Linked DNA regions of Salvelinus alpinus: region 1 is linked to region 2. The links are chromatin contacts, called in public Hi-C maps. All regions are on one chromosome and are shown on one strand. The core of a region is the stretch at or near the end of the contact, and the rest is flanking DNA. Distances in the headings are between cores, read along the strand shown.

Region 1 (2,934 bases), core at 111-2,610, 150 kb after region 2:
ATAAATGTGACATAGGTAGTCTATTTAATCTTATCATAAATCTGACATAGCCTACTTAATCTTGTCATAAATGTGACATAGCCTACTCAGTCTTGTCATAAATGTGACATAGCTAGCCTATTGTATCCATCTCCATCATTCACCTTTGTTTTATTATTTATATTTGACCATGGTTTTTCTCCAGTCCCCTTTGCAAATCCTCTGAATGTATTTTCATTTAACAAATTAGTTAGTCATGACTCATCTAGAACAGGTGTACAGGCGTGATCTCCGTGTGTTAAATTGGTGGGCCAAATATTTTCATCCCGTCTTTCACAGGCACAATGCACCCTCCCTCTGTTGACCTTGCCTAAAGCTACAATTGCAGGGAACTCGTATGGAACAAGTGACTGTGACGCAGTGCAGTGCCTGTCAAATGCCCGTAGGACTGTATGGCACAATAGCAAAGCTTGCGTTTCATTAATCAACGTCAAAAATAACTGAATGGCATCAGATTATGATGATCTGTCTCCAGGGTGGCCCCGGTTACCACCCAGTTTTAATAATAACACCATAGAAAGTACAACGCACAGGCCGATCCCAAATTGAACACATTGCTGTATCCTACCATTACACATGTCACAGGTATGTTGTGGTGGATAGACGAACAGTCATTGGAATAAAACTTTATGAACCTCTGGTTTGCAAGCGTATAGCTTTAATGTAGTGGTTATTTATTACAATTTGTTCTCCCATTATGATAAAATACGTTTTTATTGCGGTAAAAAAAAAACATACTGTAAATAATAAACGCAAAAAACTAGACTCCTTCATACTGTAAATAATAAACGCAAAAACCTAGACTCCTTCATATTGTAAATAATAAACGCAAAAACCTAGACTCCTTCATACTGTAAATAATAAACGCACGTGTTGACTCCATACATAGGTAGTTACCTCCCTCATGTAGCCTTTTCCTAGCCTATTTGAAGAAATGGCTCGTTGGCGCGGCCTACTGTACTGATGTGACAGTGCGACAGTTGAATGGAGCATATTATGCAAAATAAACAACATTGGCAAGAAAACAACTATTGTTAAATTCGTGGCAATAATTTCCATTAGCAATAGGCCTACACACAAAATAAATCACACGAATAGATTTTTTTGGGTGAATTTGTCTTCTTTATTTGCAAGATGAACAAACCATTTGTGCATGCAACTCCAATCTACTAAATTGCTCTCGTAGTTCCCCATCACCGCGCCAGTCATCCAAAGGATTGTAGTTGAAGGTTTCTCTCGCATTTTCTATCACAGCATCGGTGTCCGTTTTTGGTCTTTCTTCCAGCGGCATTCAAATGTATCTCTGTGCGTCATGCGTAACAGCTGTGTGTAAAATAGAATCCGGAAGTACAAGCATCCAAAGATGGCGTTCCTCTCGTAGAAGGGACTTACTGGAAAATTAACTATTGCTATTGTTTATTGATTGAAGTTGCATTTTTACAGATACATGATGTCTCAGGAAATGTTTGCCTGCTGTTGATGAATAGATATTTTCCTCAACCAGAATGGCGGGAGTAGAATATACTGCAGTCGGCGGCGATTCCTATACGGTGAGAATATGATGCGTCGTGGCGAGTGTTACATCCTGTTATGAACCGCAAATAGCAGTTAAAAAAAAGAAATGGTCAAATGTAGCCAAAGAGCGATGCATTAAGATACATTTTGTCAAATGTTCAGTCTGTAACTTGAAACAGCTGGATGAGTATGTCCAACATTTTTATTAGATCCACTGTCTGTTTTATTAGTTACATTTAAGGCGTTTAAAGTTTTGTGATTAGTCTTATTCATTCGAAGATATCACATTCCATTAATACACTCTGTATCCATGCAATAACATCATGTGGGCGTGGCCTACATGTCACCTGTGTCACTGCCCACATATTTGAAGTGTCTCTTGAAATATTTATGACCCCTAAGTGAATGGATTTGTTTGTTTGCATTAACAGGAAAACCTAATTGGAACCTTGCTGGCCATTTTTGGTAATTTGCTTGTCAGCATCGCTGTAAGCATTCAGGTAAGCTCAGGCAACTGCCAACCCTCATGTTGTATGTTTTGGATATAACAAGATGTGGGTGTCCAAAGAGACACAATATTTGTACAACAGTGGTTCTATTTAATAGTCTTTATTTTCCTGAATTCTCCAGAAATACAGCCATGTAACATTAGCAGGGACCAAGGACCCCCGTGCCTTCTACCGAACCAAAACATGGTGGTGTGGCCTGGCACTTACCGTTCTAGGAGAAGCAGCCAACTTTGTCTCCTATGCCTTTGCACCTTTATCTCTAATAGCTCCATTGAATGCAGTGTCTGTCATAGGTAAGCAAATTACACTTCACTCTCACTGCTCGGGAGCTTGGCCTATCATAGCCGGGGGTGTATTCACTAGAAACCAAAGAGAAGCGAACGGAACGGGGAGCGACCTACCTGAATTTGTCCAAAAGAAACTCTTGTTTTCATTGCAAAACGTTTCCCGTTTGGACAAAACGGTTTTCCGTTGCTAATGTTTTTTCTACGGTGCAAAACGTTTTGCAACAGTGTCAACTTATGAATACAACCCTGAATGTGGAATTTAATGTTGACATGAAATAAAAGGAAATGTGTACCAGATTGAAGTTGTTTATAACTATATTATCGATATTTCGGAAAGCAAACAATGCCTACATGTAATGTGGCATTTTTTAAATCATGTTTAATGAACATTTGTTTTTTCTTCTTTTCAGCAAGTTCAATCTTAGGTTTCATTTTCCTGAGAGAGAAATGGAAGCCAAGGGAATTTTTAAGTAAGTTCAACAGGTATTTTACATTTTATGATTCTGTGTTGGAACTGACATTCTGCTTTAGGCAAATTGTATGGAAATTATGCTGAGACAATGCAAATACTGGTCCCACTACAC
Region 2 (3,276 bases), core at 521-3,020:
GATAATTAATGTGGCAGGTTAGGAGAATTAACGTGGCAGGTGAGGAGAATTTACGAAGCAGGTTAGGATAATTAACATGGAGGGTTAGGATAATTAATGTGACAGGTTAGGAAAACTAACGTGGCAGGTTTGCAGAATTAACGTAGCAGGTTAGGATAATTAACATGACATGTTTGCAGAATTAACATAGCAGCTTAGGATAATTAACATGACAGGTTAGGAGAACTAACGTAGCAGGTAAGGAGAATTACCGTGGCAGGTTAGGAGAATTACTGCGTGGCAGGTTAGGAGAACTAACGTGGCATGTTAGGAGAATTTACGTGACAGGTTAAGAGAATGAGGTTAAGGTTAGACTTAGCGAAAAAGCTACAAGGAAGCAGCAACACAAAATTGGTCTTGAGTGGCAATCAATCTGTCCAATTAGGTGTTAGGTTTTCATACACCCACTTATGTTGTTCCTCCCACTTACTTCGCAACATCCACTTTCAGACAAAATCCTGGTATTTAGTAGTTTATTAGGATCCCCATTAGCTGTTTCTGAAGCAGCAGCTACTCTTCCTGGGGTCCACACATAACATAAAACATGACATAATACAGAATATCAATAGACGAGAACAGCTCAAGGACTGAACTACACAAATTTTAAATAAGAACAATAGAACCAAAAAAGGTTCTACGGACAGTTACACGCATACCACAGGAGGTTGGTGGCACCTTAATTGGGGAGGACGGGCTCGTGGTAATGGCTGGAGTGTAATTGGTGGAACGGCATCAAATACATCAAACATATGGTTTGATGCAATTCCATTGGCTCCGTCCCAGACAATATTATGAGCCGTTCTCCCCTCAGCAGCCTCCACTGATGCATACAGTACATACATTATTACATATGCATATTTAGGTCAGAGGTCAGATAGGGGCAACGCGTTGTGCAGTGAGGCGCTTTAAAATTATTATTTTTAAAGCAAATGTTGTTTGCTTGAGTTTGCTATTCTGTATGCAGTTACCAATGACTAGCTTTTCTATCAGTCTATCATCATGTCTGATTTGAAAGAGAGAAACACCAGGGGGTGCAAAATGTCAAAGGGCAGTCTCTGATGCCTTGGCCTTTCATCTGGCTTGGATTTCATGAGGTACATTCACTACTGCAATGTTTTCTAATGGTCCAGCAACACATTTCACAACTGTTTCCTAACTATTCCAAGTCAAATTATTCAACTGTAACCAGACAGGCACCAAAAAGAAAGCCAATACTAAGTTATTTTCTACACTAATGCCATTTGTGTATTATTGGATACGATACTCAGATGAAATGTTAAATATGTTTTATGTGTCATCTGTTCCTAACTGAAGCCTGTTTGTGTTAACGTTATGTTGTTGGTATATTAATAATTCACCAAAACAACTCACATTCAATGGTAAACTATAGTTATATAGAGTAATAGCTAGTAGTATAGTTAGTTTAAATAGTTGCTACATTATACTTGGCTCTTTCACTATTGCTAAAAAAGGAAAAAAAAATCCTAACCACTCTTGAGAAACAAAACCTATTCCCAAAAGCAACGAACTTTGGAATAAGAATTAAGTCGACAAGTAAAGACCAGCCTTCACTACTCGTTGCAATTCTTTCGGGTTAATCCCTCATCACATTATGTAGGCTAAAGTTTGAAATAATGGCAGTATTCTACTCTATCACTCCCACCGCTCCAATGTGAGTGTGAATAAAAATATGTGCGTCTGAATCATAGGCAGACAGCTTAATGCTATTGGTTCGCGGAGGGACTTGTACCTGTAAGTGGGAGTGCCCATCGTCAGGATGAAATGTTCCTTCCTCTGATCCAGAGTAGTAGAGTCCGTTGAAGAATTCGATTGGGAATAATTTAATCAACATTCCCAGGACTCCCAGCATGCAGCCTATATCGTCGTGGAGCAAGGAGAGAGTGAGCGACTGGCTCAAAGGTAGGCTATAATTGGCGCTGTTTGTGTTAGGTAGGTGAGTTTAATTCGGTGTTCACACAGGTAGCCGTAAATAGAAGCGCCACGAATCCTCTTGGAAGGGGAGGTGGAATGAGGAAGTTAAATTGATAGGGGCCAAGTCTGATTGATCAAGCTGTAATAAACAATTAATTGGTATATAATATATATAGCCTAGCCTGATACTTTTGCCTGTAAAATCGTGTAAATGTTTCTTACAAGCCAGAATGTTTTATATAATTAGGCCGACATTTAAATTTACTCTACCGGTTGTCTGTGCGGTTTGTCCTTCAAATGCTTGAAATTTGAGACAAGATATCCACAAGAAGGTATTTTTTTTACCTTACCTTTTTAGAGTCGGAACCATATGCCAGTAGGTATATGGTTCGGTTCGCCACCAAGGTAAAATTAGATACATTTAGGAAATTCGGTGTTCTCGCGTCAATAACTATTGAACCAAGCATGCCATAACAATTACCATTTTATATTCTGAGGATGGGGAGCAATTGACACCCCATGTCAATTCCTTTTTTTTTTTAAGTCTTAAAAAAATATATAATAATTCACACAAAAAAGGTGTAGATTGTCCGCTGTCCTCCCCGATTCAGAATATACAATTTTCATGGCATGCTTGGTTTTTACAGGCGTTCGTGTCAGGCTGTAGACTATATACCAATTAATGTTGTATTACAGCTGGATAAATCAGACTACTAGGCTATGCCATGGCCCCCAATGTCCTCGTGTTTTGAAGCCTACTAAATTGACAATTTGACTAAAGTGTGAGTACAGTATGTCACTTTCCACATGTATTGATTATGTGGAACTATTGGAATGTCCTGTGTTTTAATTATTTTTTAAATTCAAAGCAGCCAAATGGGTCTAAATTACACCAATACTGCAGCCATCATTTTCAGCGAGTAGAAACTAGTCCAGTTACTCAAATGCCTCTGACAGTCTGAGAGACTTCCACAATCTGTTACACACAAGTTTAAGCTTACCTTTGTAGATAGTTCCACACGCTTTTTTAGTTTGCTTATAGGCTGTTTTTGTTCATAAGAGCATATTTTCCATATTCAATGATTTTAAAAAGGTCTGCACTGAGTTTATACCATTGCAATATGGTAATAATAGCTGAGAAAGAATGGCGCCGGAGGGGATGTCTGCTATTTACGGGCTCCTAACCAACTGCTATTTTGTGTTTTTTTTCACATTGTTTGTAACTTATGTTGTACATCATTTTGCTGCTACAATCTCTTATGACCGAAAGAGCTTCTGGATATCAGAACAACAATTACTCACCTC

The links. Hi-C and Micro-C count contacts between places; a contact is called where the count stands out from the background.
Region 1: a contact with region 2 is called in a Hi-C map of muscle, with 12 times the contacts expected there. The contact joins the promoter of nipal3 here to the promoter of LOC139553887 in region 2. A contact is called at or near these places in 2 of 3 Hi-C or Micro-C datasets (muscle and red muscle).

What each region holds. Positions count from the first base shown.
Region 1 is chr25:37,067,391-37,070,324 of SLU_Salpinus.1, forward strand. It overlaps nipal3 (NIPA like domain containing 3), which reads left to right and starts at 1,361. Exons shown (of 11, transcript XM_071366645.1): 1 at 1,361-1,589; 2 at 1,986-2,054; 3 at 2,185-2,356; 4 at 2,761-2,820. The coding sequence starts at 1,545.
Region 2 is chr25:36,914,700-36,917,975 of SLU_Salpinus.1, forward strand. LOC139553887 (connector enhancer of kinase suppressor of ras 1-like) reads left to right here and starts at 1,771. Exons shown (of 20, transcript XM_071366646.1): 1 at 1,771-1,959. The coding sequence starts at 1,908. LOC139553888 (a long non-coding RNA gene) reads right to left here and starts at 1,903. Exons shown (of 2, transcript XR_011670749.1): 1 at 1,790-1,903.